Linked DNA regions of Gossypium hirsutum: all the other regions are linked to region 1. A link is a contact called in public Hi-C data. All regions are on one chromosome and are shown on one strand. Each heading gives the region's core, a stretch centred on a gene start, on an enhancer-like site or on the middle of the called end of the contact. The rest is flanking DNA. Distances are from core to core; before and after follow the strand shown. Region 1 has its middle 19 kb from the start of LOC121219770. Region 2 holds the start of LOC107954391 (dnaJ homolog subfamily B member 6). Region 3 holds the start of LOC107954390 (pto-interacting protein 1).

Region 1 (3,847 bases), core at 995-3,494:
TCTATTTTATTTTAACTTTTTTAATAAATAGTTCTAAATTAAATATTATAATTAATTTTAAATGTCAGTAATATGATAGAAAATATTATTTTTATTAATTTAAAAATTTCTCTAAACACATATCCGGGACCCTTGGCACAAATAAAGGCGTTACGAGTTCCATACAAATTCCCTCTCAATACAATTTCTTTCAAATTCATTAAAATTTCATGGACTGATTCTTGAATACCTACTATGGTAGAATATTCGTGGGGTATTTTCTCAGATTTTGCACGTGTAATGCATGTTCCTTCTAGTTCTCCAAGCAAAGCTCTTCGCATCGCGATGCCTATTGTGTCGGCTTGGCCTTTCATAAGTGGAGACAGAATAAAGCGTCCATAATAAAGGCGCTTACTATCTGTTCTTGATTCAACACACTTCCACTGTCGTGTCCGAGTCGAAGTAGAGACTTTTACTTTCTCTCGAACCATAGTAATATTATTTTATTTGATCAGATCATTGAATCATTTATTTCTCTTGAAATCTCTTTAGTATTTATTTCTACACACGTCTTTTTTTAGGAGGTCTACAGCCATTATGTGGCATGTGTTTTTATATATTACTTATGCTTTGTAGTACATTTATTTTTTTTAAAAGGGAAATTCAATAATTCATTCCATGAATGAATACAATTTAGGGAAAAAGCAAAAGCATCCGTCCTAAGTAGTGAAGGACAAGTTCCATCAACACAACAAAGGCTTTAGTCTTAGCATCAAGTAAACATTATGGCACGTTGACAACTTGACTCTGTCACAATTCAAGCACGACATATTTGGAGTGATTGAAAGTACTTAATAAAGGAAATCAGCCCCCTGGATGGTCCAAAGCGGTGGACAAAAATCGACAAAAGAATGGAGCATCTTGAAAAGGAATGTGACAAAATCATCCCTAAAATCACTTGCAAAAGCAAAACTATATGAATAAGCAAGACAAAAAAAAGCGTACTACAAGAGCAAACAAAAAATTTTAAAAGTGAAAACTTATTAAACAATGAAATACAAAAAAAACATATAAAACTTAGATAATATAGGTCCAAACCGACTCGTGAAATAATTTATTATTTTGAAATACTCTAAAAACATAAACAAATTAAGAAGTCGACAAAGAGCCGCCTACTTTTCAAGAGAAACTGCTGGTGGTCAGTAGAGTTTCAATGATGACAGACACCGTTATCTATTCATGACAATTTATGAAGACAATAAAAATACCCACAAAATAGATCTGCAAACTAAAAAAAAATAAATAGAAAAATAGAGTAATGAAAAAGGTGAACCGTAACCAACCTTACATTTATTGTTTTTAAATAAGCTATTGTTTACGTCAAAGATAGCAAAGAGATAAATTAGATTCATAACAGAAATAAGAGCTTACCATATTAAAGGCAGGGAAAGAAAACATCAATAGCAAATAACAAACATGAGATGAACGATTTTTTTTAGGTAAACTAGAAGGTGGGAAACCAATTTTTAAATTTTTATTTTGGGTATTGAAAATAAAAAAATTATAAATTGAGTATGATTGTTAATAATTATTTTTATTTTAGTCACTAAATTTTAATAAGTTTTCATTTTGATCATCTGTAGCTAATTTAATGTTATTATACACACATTTTACTCATCCAACTTAATAAGTATTCATTTTGGTCACTCATATCTTTTTATAAATTATTATTTTTTATAATAATTTATGAGTAAACAAAATGAAACTTATTAAAGTACAGTGACTAAATGAGTGTACAATAAACGTGGAGGAGGATGCCAAGGTGATTTGGGACAAGGCTGCGGCTTTGAATAAGGATTTCCGTATTTTTAATCTGTTGGATAGGCCGATGATCCCTAAGCCCATTGTGGAAAGAGCCTGGCAGAAGCCTGAGGCAGGGTTTATCAAGATCAACTTTGATGCTACTATTCAGGAGAGCTTGGTGTCTTATGGTCTGGTGGCAAGGGATGCTGATGGTTTCGTTTACGGGGGGCATGTGGGCATGATTGACAATGTTTCGAGTATTGAGTGGGCGGAGATGTATGCCTTGGATGAGAGTATCAAGTACGCTCGGTCTAAAAACTGGAAGTATGTGTCGGTGGAGTCTGATTGTGCAAGCATTGTTAATCGTTTCAATAGCAGAAAGGAGGATTTGACGTTGATAGGCCACTAGGTGAAAGAGATTCGTAAGCACACTGCTGGTTTCAATTTTTTTAAGGTTAATTGGGCCCCTCGGTGTTGTAACAAAGTAGCTGATGCTCTTTGTAAATGGGCTTTTATTAACAAGAGTTGTATGGATTTTAACATGGATTTTCCGACGGAGATCCATAATCTTGTTTTAAAGGATGCGATCAATTAAAGTTTTAACCTCCGGGTTTTTTCAAAAAAAAAATGAGTGTACAATAACATTGCATTAATGGGCGACTAAAATGAAAATGTTTGTGTAATTTGTAATCTTTTTAGTGTCTAAAATGAAAACTTATGAAAGATAAATGATTAATTGTGTAATTTATTTATTTTTATTACTTTACTTCCCAATCAATCGATACAAACTTTGTTTAATTTGTTTCAATAAACTACGAATTTGAAGAGGAAGGTAGAAGAAGGTAAACAATGGCAACAGTAAAGATAAAAACAAAATGACTTATATACTGCACGAGAAAATTTTTTTATTTTTGCCGGTATTTAGAAAAGTTAGTTTAAGTTTATATGATTATGAGTTTATAAATAATGGTTAGCGGATAAAATAATAATATAGATTTTAGGTATAATGAATTTTTTGACCCTTTAAATTTATAAAAAAATTATTTTAGTCCTTCATTTAAATTTTAACTTTTTTTAGCCCTTAAATTTATATTTTTTTTATGTCAAATCACCTCAAAATGAATGAGAAAATTAACGTTTTTTAACTTTATTGGCATTGCATACATGTGGATTGTCATGTTGATATTTAATTAATTTTTTAAAATTTAAAAAGTTCAAAAAATTTAAAAAAATAAAATTCATTAAAATTTATAAAAATATATATATAAAAAATATTTTTTCCAATATTTTTAAGTTTTAAAAATTAATTGAATACTAACATGACAATCTACATGTATAACATGTTAACAAAGTTAATAAACTTTATCTTTTCTCATCCATTTTAGAGTGATTTGACAAAAATTACAGGTTCAAGGGCTAACAGAAGTAAAAAAATTAAATGGAGGGTGAAAATATTTTTTTTTTTTGTAAAATTGGATCACCAAAAAAACATTATGCCTAGATTTTAACCCTTTTTCTAGAATATATATTTTAACATTTTAAATTTATAATACATAGATTTAAGTAACCACCATTTATATTTATTTCAATTGAATAAATTAATTTTATTTAATATATAAATACATATAAATTTATAAAAGTATATCATTTTAAATAGGGATAATATAATTTTTGGCCCTAAATTTTGTAACTAAACCTACTTTGGTATCTATATTTTTTTGTCCACTTTGGTCTTAGAACTTTGTAACTAGATCCATTTGCGTCCCTAAACTTGGAATAAAGTCAAGGTTTAATGATGTGACCAGTGTTACTGGAACAAGATCGGATCTTATGGACCAAGAAATAATCGATATGTCCAAATAAAGGAGTTAAACCGATTGACTTGGAAACTGCTTGAAATTGGTAAAACTCGAAAACTAAGACAAAAATAAATAGTTGAAACAAATTAATATTTTTTTACTTTTTTAAATCTTTATGAAATTTTAATTAATTAATTAATTATTATTGGTCCAATGATTGAATCGATCGAATTGGTTGAATCATGAATCGATGGTCTGGGCTGTTC
Region 2 (3,847 bases), core at 362-2,861, 160 kb before region 1:
TATTTTCACTTTTGATCCTTCAACTTTCTTATTTTTTTACACTTTGATCCCCTAAATTTTGAATATTTACACTTGAGCCAAAAACTTTTCACATATTTACAATGTAGTCCTTACTTTAAATCAATATACTAAAACCTACTTCTTAATTATTATTATTTTTTAATACTCTTCAATTTTCTCTTTTATCATCTTCATATCATTTTCTCATTTTATCGAGAAATCAATTATACATTATGTCATGATTCTTGATTTAACTCTCTTTTGATATCTTCCAACTTTCATTTTCTTTGATCTTATACCTTATTTCACTAAAAATTTATCTTATATTATTTACGACCAAGGGGGTTTTGAGGATGTTACAGTTTGAGATCTACCGGGCATTAGAACAACTCCAATTAACCTCAGGATGTGTGCTAAGGCGTATTGTTCTCTTTCAAGGGGACTTGAACTCTCGTGGAGATTTTGGAAATCTTCTTGCAACCATTTCATCTTTATCCAGCTACTAAAAAACTTGTTCGGCACCTTGCCTAATAGTTGCTAGCAAATGCTGCTCCAATCGCCAACGACAACTGATCTCGTAACGACTGGCCCATCTACCGATAAACTGAGTTGTAATTGAACGTCCTCGAGTGTGATTGTACACTCACCGCATGGAAGATGACATGTGCGTGTCTCGGGTCCCTATCCTTCCACCAACACATTGATAAGTATGGGGTCCAATTTACACCCCCGAGCATACGGGACACGTGCAAAAATCCCGCATCTTCTGACAATCATACGTGATGGCCTCAAAGATAGATTGTGTATATATGTCTCCAAAATTCGATCTTCAACTTGATTATAAAAAAACAAAAAGAACAAATAAATTTTAATCTTTTTAGCAACTTAATAATAAACTTAAAATTAGAAATATTAGAAATATTGTCTTCCCATTTGCAATTGAAATGCGGAAACGTGGTTGTCATCGAAACGAATAAGAGTATTTGCCATTCCAAAATTGAATTAAAATGAATAAAAATCGAAAAACAAAATTAAATCAAGACGAACTTGAGAGAATTTTAATTAAAATTCTAAAACTAAATTCTTAAGAGAATTGAGATAATTGGATTTGAATGAAAAGATGAGGAAAGGATCCGAGTTTATATAGAAATAAAACTAGTTGTTTTTTATGGCTGTTGGTGGAGGTTACCGTTAGGTGAAAAAATGTCCAGCTAGACGTGTTTTCTGTTGATTGTGCAGGAAAGCACGCCCAACTGGACGCGTTTTCACTCACACTCTCTCTAAAATTGACCTATTCCGATAAGTATACCAGAAATCGGTCTAATCACTCAATTATTTTTTTTAAATTGATATTTTTACGTAATTTAGCCTTTTACTTTCTTTTATTAAAACTTACAAATTTATTTATTTGCATAATACTTTTTTAATTGATTTCTTTTTATTATTTGATATACATTTATAATATAAATAATATCTATATTATTTTTCATTATAGATAAAATAATAGTTAATAATTTGACAAATAATTTTAAGATGTATTTTTTTTAAAATATATTTAACAATTTTTTAAAACATATAAATAATCTTGCATGGGACGGGATAAAAAGTTTGTTTAAATAAAACACTTACGAATGCCGCGCTAGTGTAGATTTCGCTTTGCCACGCTCTATTAGTTTCCTGTTGACACGCACTAGCATTAAGCCCACGCTTCACTTAATTAAAAAATTAAGTGCCCAGCAAAGAAAAGCTCAGCCCAATTAAATCACAGAAATGCAAGGTGATGAAGCGAGACTCCTGCTAGGCTTCCCCCCTAATTCTCGCCCTTCTCCTTCTCAGGTTTTTTTCTTTCTTTTTCAAATTTCATTCAGTTTTTCATTTTTATTTTATTTTATTTTGCTCTTAACTTTGATTGTTTTAGGGGTTTTTTAAATCTCATTGTTTTTGGTTGTTGACTTGGATTGAAATTGATAAATCGAGTTGTTTTCCTTTTGGAGATTGTGGCCTTGATTGCTTTCTTCAAATCAGTTAGACTAACAAAATTTCTCGATTTTTTCTTCTTTGTTTATGAAGTTGTATATTTTATTAATTTCTTTTATGGTTTTTTATTTGGAATTTTAGATTAAAGCAGCTTATAGAAAGAAAGTATGGGAATCGCATCCTGACTTGTTTCCAGTTCACGAAAAGCATTCGGCGGAGTCTAAGTTTAAGTTGGTAAGCATCGATGTGCCTTTAAAACTTTCACCCGTTTTCTAATATATTCTTTGATTGGAATGCACATCTTCGTCGGGGCCAGGTTTGAATTGTTGTTATATGGGTACTGGCTTACTAGTGATGCGATCATTAGGGATCTGAAAAGGAACTGTTGAAGCTTGTTGAGACAAGCTTAAGCATTTTAGAGGTTGATTTGAACAAGCTAAGCATTTTTACAATGTTAGGTTTGAGAGATATTAGCTTAGAGCAGTTTTGTGACTGTTAGTAATTCCACTCTATCTAAAATATACTTGGGGAGTCTTTCTTGATTCTTTTTGCATGTAAGCAGCGATTTAGAATAGTATGTTCTGGTGAGTAATCAGACTGGCAGTACGTTTATATTCTTTCACGAGTTTTTTTGGATTCTAACTGCTGAACATGTTAAGTCTACCTTGGATTGGCTATTTGAATTCTTTGGAGGGAGCTAGATTGCTTGGGGGTTTGTATCATGTTTTGGTTAAGTCATGGTGCAAGCAGCGATTTAGAATAGTATGTTCTGGTGAGTAATCAGATCTGGCAGTACGTTTATATTCTTTCACGAGTTTTTTGGATTTCTAACTGCTGAACATGTTAAGTCTAACCTTGGATTTGGGAGATAAACTGAAATTTACCTGGTAAAGACTAGGTTTAGTCTTAACAAACGGTAGTTTTTATTTGGAATAATTTACCTAACCTTCACAGAAACTTATCATTCTAGACTGGCCTTTTGAGCCATATACTTTCTAAATTATGGTACGTTTTCTGGAGGTTGCCATTCTTGACAAGAGCCAACATACTGGAAAACGAGTAACCGATGCAGTATTAATATTAAGTTTTTCCAATTAGTTTATTTCATTTATTGTATCTGAATATGAAATATTTCTTTCATCTGGGAGCACTGAATGCGATAATTGTGTGGATATCTTTAATCCTGTATTCTGCAGTTTAAAAATAGTTCCAACTGCATTTACGGTTGTGACAAATATAACCTAAAGATGTGCATTTTTTGCAGATTGCTGAAGCTTATACTTGTCTACGGTCTGGTAATTCTCCTGACTTCTTGAGAAAATATTGAGTTTTCCAAGAAATCATGGTTTGCAAACTCAATAGATAGTCTAACATGGGAAGAAATCTCTTGTTTAATGTTCTCCAAAGGTAGCACATTTTGTGGAGACATAATAGCTTGTTGTCTAAACTTAGAAGATAGGAGAGTATCTGTCCTTGCCTCTTTCTGCTGTCCCCTTGGCTAACAAAATGACTTTTGCATTCGCTGTTTTAGTTTGAGCTTATTTATTTTTAGCTTATTTTTAATTTAGTTTTTTAGAAGTCATAAAAAAAAAGAAAAAAACATATAAAAAGAACGAATTTTTTTTTTAGATAATGTAGCTTGGTTTGAATTTTATTTTGATTAGGCTAGAATTAAAAAGTTGGGATAAATAAGCTAGAATCAAAATTCCAGGTTAACTTAATTTAGGATTCTAGGAATTTTGCAATAAATAGGTAGGTGAGTCTCGGTTACTTGGTACTTGGGACACAGAAGACAAAGAGGTCAGAACTAGAATCACAACAAAAATAGAGTTTTTTTTTTTTTTTTGAGTTCTGGTTTTTGCTTAGTTTT
Region 3 (3,847 bases), core at 576-3,075, 140 kb before region 1:
TTTCAGAAGTCTGGTAACCTCCATCGTTTCCTAATTGGTCAAAATCAACCCAGATTACAGCAGTGGATTTAGTACAGCCAAAACAAAGCATAGGGAACCATAAAATGCAAAAGAAAACTATATGAATAAACATGTAACAAGTAGAAAAATAAATTAGGCAGGAAAATTAATAACATATATATATATCCTGCAAATACCAATCTAAAAGTATAATGGAACTAAGGAACAATTTAAAACTAAACTCCGACTAACGATGGGCATAAGCATCAAAGGAGCTTATACCATCTTACTTATCATGATTCATTTAACTAGTTCACTATATTGATGATGCAGAAATACATAAGTCGCATATTATCAGCCTTGATGTGAATTTCAACCACAGGATTACCTGCTGAATGTTTAACAACGTATTGGCCTCCATTATCAGCGGCTCTGTGGATGTCATCCTCTTCACAACAGCCAAAGCAACTCATAGTTCCTCTTGCGAATTATCTCTAATTTGCAAGATCCAAATCTAGGAATTCAAGGAAGAATATCTGTGAGTACAAATATCAAAAAAGAAGAACACATTTTTTGTTAACCCAAAGAAAAAACAGATTTCTTGTATAGAAACCACAAAACAAACAAAATGCAAATGCGCAGAGCACAAATATTAGGTTAGATAGATGAAAGCAATTTCCAGGAAAAACTGCAGAAGTAAAATGCATTTAGTTTTTTCACAATCTACTAGTTTGAAGTCCAGATATTACAGAACAGGAAGTCTTTTCATTGTGTCCATGTGGAGCATTTCTTTAGTCTGGCAAACCAGATAACATATCTTGTTATAATATTTGTCCTTGAATCAAATAACATGCTATAAAGCAGACTCCTATTTCTTTTGCATAAGAGCAGAAAGAAATGAAAGGAAATTTAAAAAAAAAAAACTATTCCAGGTATGCATATGAGATCAATTCCATAAACTCATGAAATTGCGGCATTTCATTCTCACACATAATATCCTATGAAATGAGAGGTGAGTTGAGTTAAACTTTCATTGGGTTATCAAAATGCAGCCTGGCATGCGCAAACATCAAAAGAAACCACAGGGCAGTATTGCTCACAATCAACTTGAAATCATTGGAAACAAAGTTTGGTAAGGCTTTCAGCCACAACAACTTTTCATAAAACGAAAATACCCAAATCTACAATTTCACCCGCTTTAAATACCTAAAAGTTCCCCTACTACTTAAAATCGATATATTATGAGAAATTCTATTCAATAAACTCCCCCCAGTAAAACGAAGCACAGATATCCAAGTTAAATCACTCTATCAAACAGATCAACCACTCACCAAATGTATAGCTTATAAGGTTATGCATAAAAGGCCAGTCAAACACAGCATTCAACAACCTTTTTTTTTTTTTTATCACAGTTTTAAAAAATCAAACAGTTTCGTGAGTACCGAAAATCACCTAATTACTTTGACCCGTTTGCATGTCAATCAAAAGCATCCAAACGAAAATAATATATATACACATCCGTATAATGGAAATACCACCTGAAATTTGGGGACGATGAAGTGAAGCAATCAGTTCAAAAAGAGACTCTGCCTATTAGTTGAGGTGAAGATCTGAGACGGTGAAGCCGGCGAAAGGTGCTTAGGTTAAGTGAAACAATAAAAGGGAAAAAACAGTCTTGACTTTATCGGTAGTTGCCTTGGATTGTATTTGAAATTATTTTTCAAGCTTCTTTTTTTTTACGTTATTACTATTAGTACATTTGATTTTTGTTTTCCTTTTTCTTGCTCTTTCTACACTGAGCTAGCCAGACTTGATTTCCAATTCCACCAGGGTTGAATTTTGAAGTGGGAGGTGTTCAAAGCCCACCGAGTTGGGTTACGTGTCATTTTTTTATTGGATTGAATTATAAAAAAAAAGAAAAAGAGAAGTTGTTAGAGAAAATAAAAAGTCCTGTTTTTGAAGCTATCTTCCAATGCCAGGTCAGCTGACGTGAGCTTCAACTTGTCACTCACTATTTTAGGAATAATTAAACGGACTAATTTAAATTTTGAGTGATAAAAAGCTATGCTTTCTGCTTTCGGTGATTGTTGGCCGTAGTCAAATGTATGATTCTAATATTAATTTTTTTTTATTTTTAACCAGAGTTAAATATAGAATATATTTGGTAGCGTGGAAATCTTATGTTTTATGCATGCCACATTTAAAAATGTTAATTCGTTATTCTTAAAAAAAAGTTAATCTGTTATCCGACTAACAAAGAAAAATGATTATTTTTATACTAATTCTAAATGGTGTAGTGTTAAAGTTCACACCCAACATCTGGAATCCATACGTAATTTGTTTAGAAAAGGATTTTATTTTTTCGTCAAATCCAAATTAATTATTTTTTAAAAAACTTTAAAATTATTAAAAAGAGTAAAATAATTAAATGTTAATGTGGCATATATGTAGACTGTCACATCAACAAAGCCATTTGAGACGATTTGACAAATAATACAAATTTAATGATTGAAAGAGACGGACAAATTAAACGAAAAACTAAAAAGACTTTTTTTTTATAAAGTTGAGGCCAAATAAATCATTATATCTTTAAAAAAATCTCTTTTTTTTTAAATATATACATTTATTCTAGAAATGTATTAATACAAGTACTTATAGATTTTTTAAGGTAATCAACTATAAAAGATTATCATTTTAGGTATTTAAAATAAAAAGTTTGCAATTTAGACACCTCTGTTAAATAGTTTGTTCATTTTGGTCATTTCTATTAAAAGCTCTAACAAAAATCTGACACAACGTTTTTTTTTTACACGTGGACCAATCATTGGATACCACATGTGACAATTTACCATGTCATAAGTGTTTCATTTCACTTTAAAGGATTAAAATATAATTTCCTCGATACTAATTATTAATCAAAATAAAAGGAAAACAATAATTAAATAGTTGAAGTACCCTAGAAATCCAAATGTCATCTTCTTCCTCAAATTTTAACTTAGAATTTCAAAAAAAAAAATCAAAAAGAACAATAGGATGAACTAATAAATAACGACCTCAAACACGACAAACAAACTTTACAAATTCAGATTAGCCCAAGAGAAGCATTCCTTTTATTTTAAACAATATTTCTTGATTTCTCTTCCTCTTCCATCGATTTTTGTTTTAGCTTTAAATAAAAAGAAAATCCCTGAGAGATTTGTAATTGAAATTTTGGATTCTCTCCAACTTATTTTTGTAAGAGTTTCATATTCAATTTCTTAAACTCATTTCTTTCTCCAACAACAAATGTTTAAAGAAACCCAAAATTTTGATTGGGGAATAAAGGGAATAAAGATCAAAACTTTATTGAGAATAGGAAATGAGTTTTGAAGGAAATATGGAGTTGAAGAACAAAGAAGAATTAGGGGAAGGGAAGAAGTAGGGTGGTGTTTTAGAAAAGGGAATCAATCTCTTTGCAAACAAAAAACGACAGTTTATTTTGTGCTTGAAAGAGAATATTTTTCAACAAGTTTACAAATTAAACAAGATTGAAACTTGAAAGAGAATAAAATAAAACAATAGTAGTAGCCAAATTTATTAAAACAAATTAAATCTATGGATTTGGAATTCTTTTTCTTGGGGTGATGAAAAATTGGGAATGTAAAAAGAAAAACATTTTTTTAAAAAAAATTAAGGTTAAACCTTTTTTTTTAATAAAAATGATAATTTTATTTTATTTAAATGATGTGAAAAATCAAAATTTTAGAAATAATTCTGCATTATATTTTCATTAGAGTTGTTGATGTGAGTGACCGAAATTAAAACAATAAAAAATTTACATGTGGTAGGATTTAAGCTCATACCCTTT

The links. A called contact is a pair of places that touch in the nucleus more often than the background predicts.
Region 2: a Hi-C map of leaf shows a contact between it and region 1, with 2.8 times the contacts expected there. The contact joins the promoter of LOC107954391 here to the enhancer-like site in region 1. A contact is called at or near these places in 5 of 34 Hi-C or Micro-C datasets (all in leaf).
Region 3: a Hi-C map of leaf shows a contact between it and region 1, with 2.9 times the contacts expected there. The contact joins the promoter of LOC107954390 here to the enhancer-like site in region 1. A contact is called at or near these places in 5 of 34 Hi-C or Micro-C datasets (leaf and petal).

What each region holds. Positions count from the first base shown.
Region 1 is chrD07:21,221,893-21,225,739 of Gossypium_hirsutum_v2.1, reverse strand. No RefSeq gene overlaps it. Among protein-coding and RNA genes, the nearest start is that of LOC121219770, 19 kb to the right of the region's middle. Within about 2 kb of position 2,244, at least 2 of the 9 cell types and tissues checked have an H3K27ac peak or open chromatin away from gene starts, as enhancers often do. A contact at or near this core is called in leaf, where this site is marked.
Region 2 is chrD07:21,384,668-21,388,514 of Gossypium_hirsutum_v2.1, reverse strand. It overlaps LOC107954391 (dnaJ homolog subfamily B member 6), which reads left to right and starts at 1,611. Exons shown (of 6, transcript XM_016889934.2): 1 at 1,611-1,836; 2 at 2,119-2,211; 3 at 3,242-3,272. The coding sequence starts at 1,771.
Region 3 is chrD07:21,361,646-21,365,492 of Gossypium_hirsutum_v2.1, reverse strand. LOC107954390 (pto-interacting protein 1) reads right to left here and starts at 1,825. Exons shown (of 8, transcript XM_016889932.2): 1 at 1,539-1,825; 2 at 389-514; 3 at 1-30. The coding sequence starts at 473.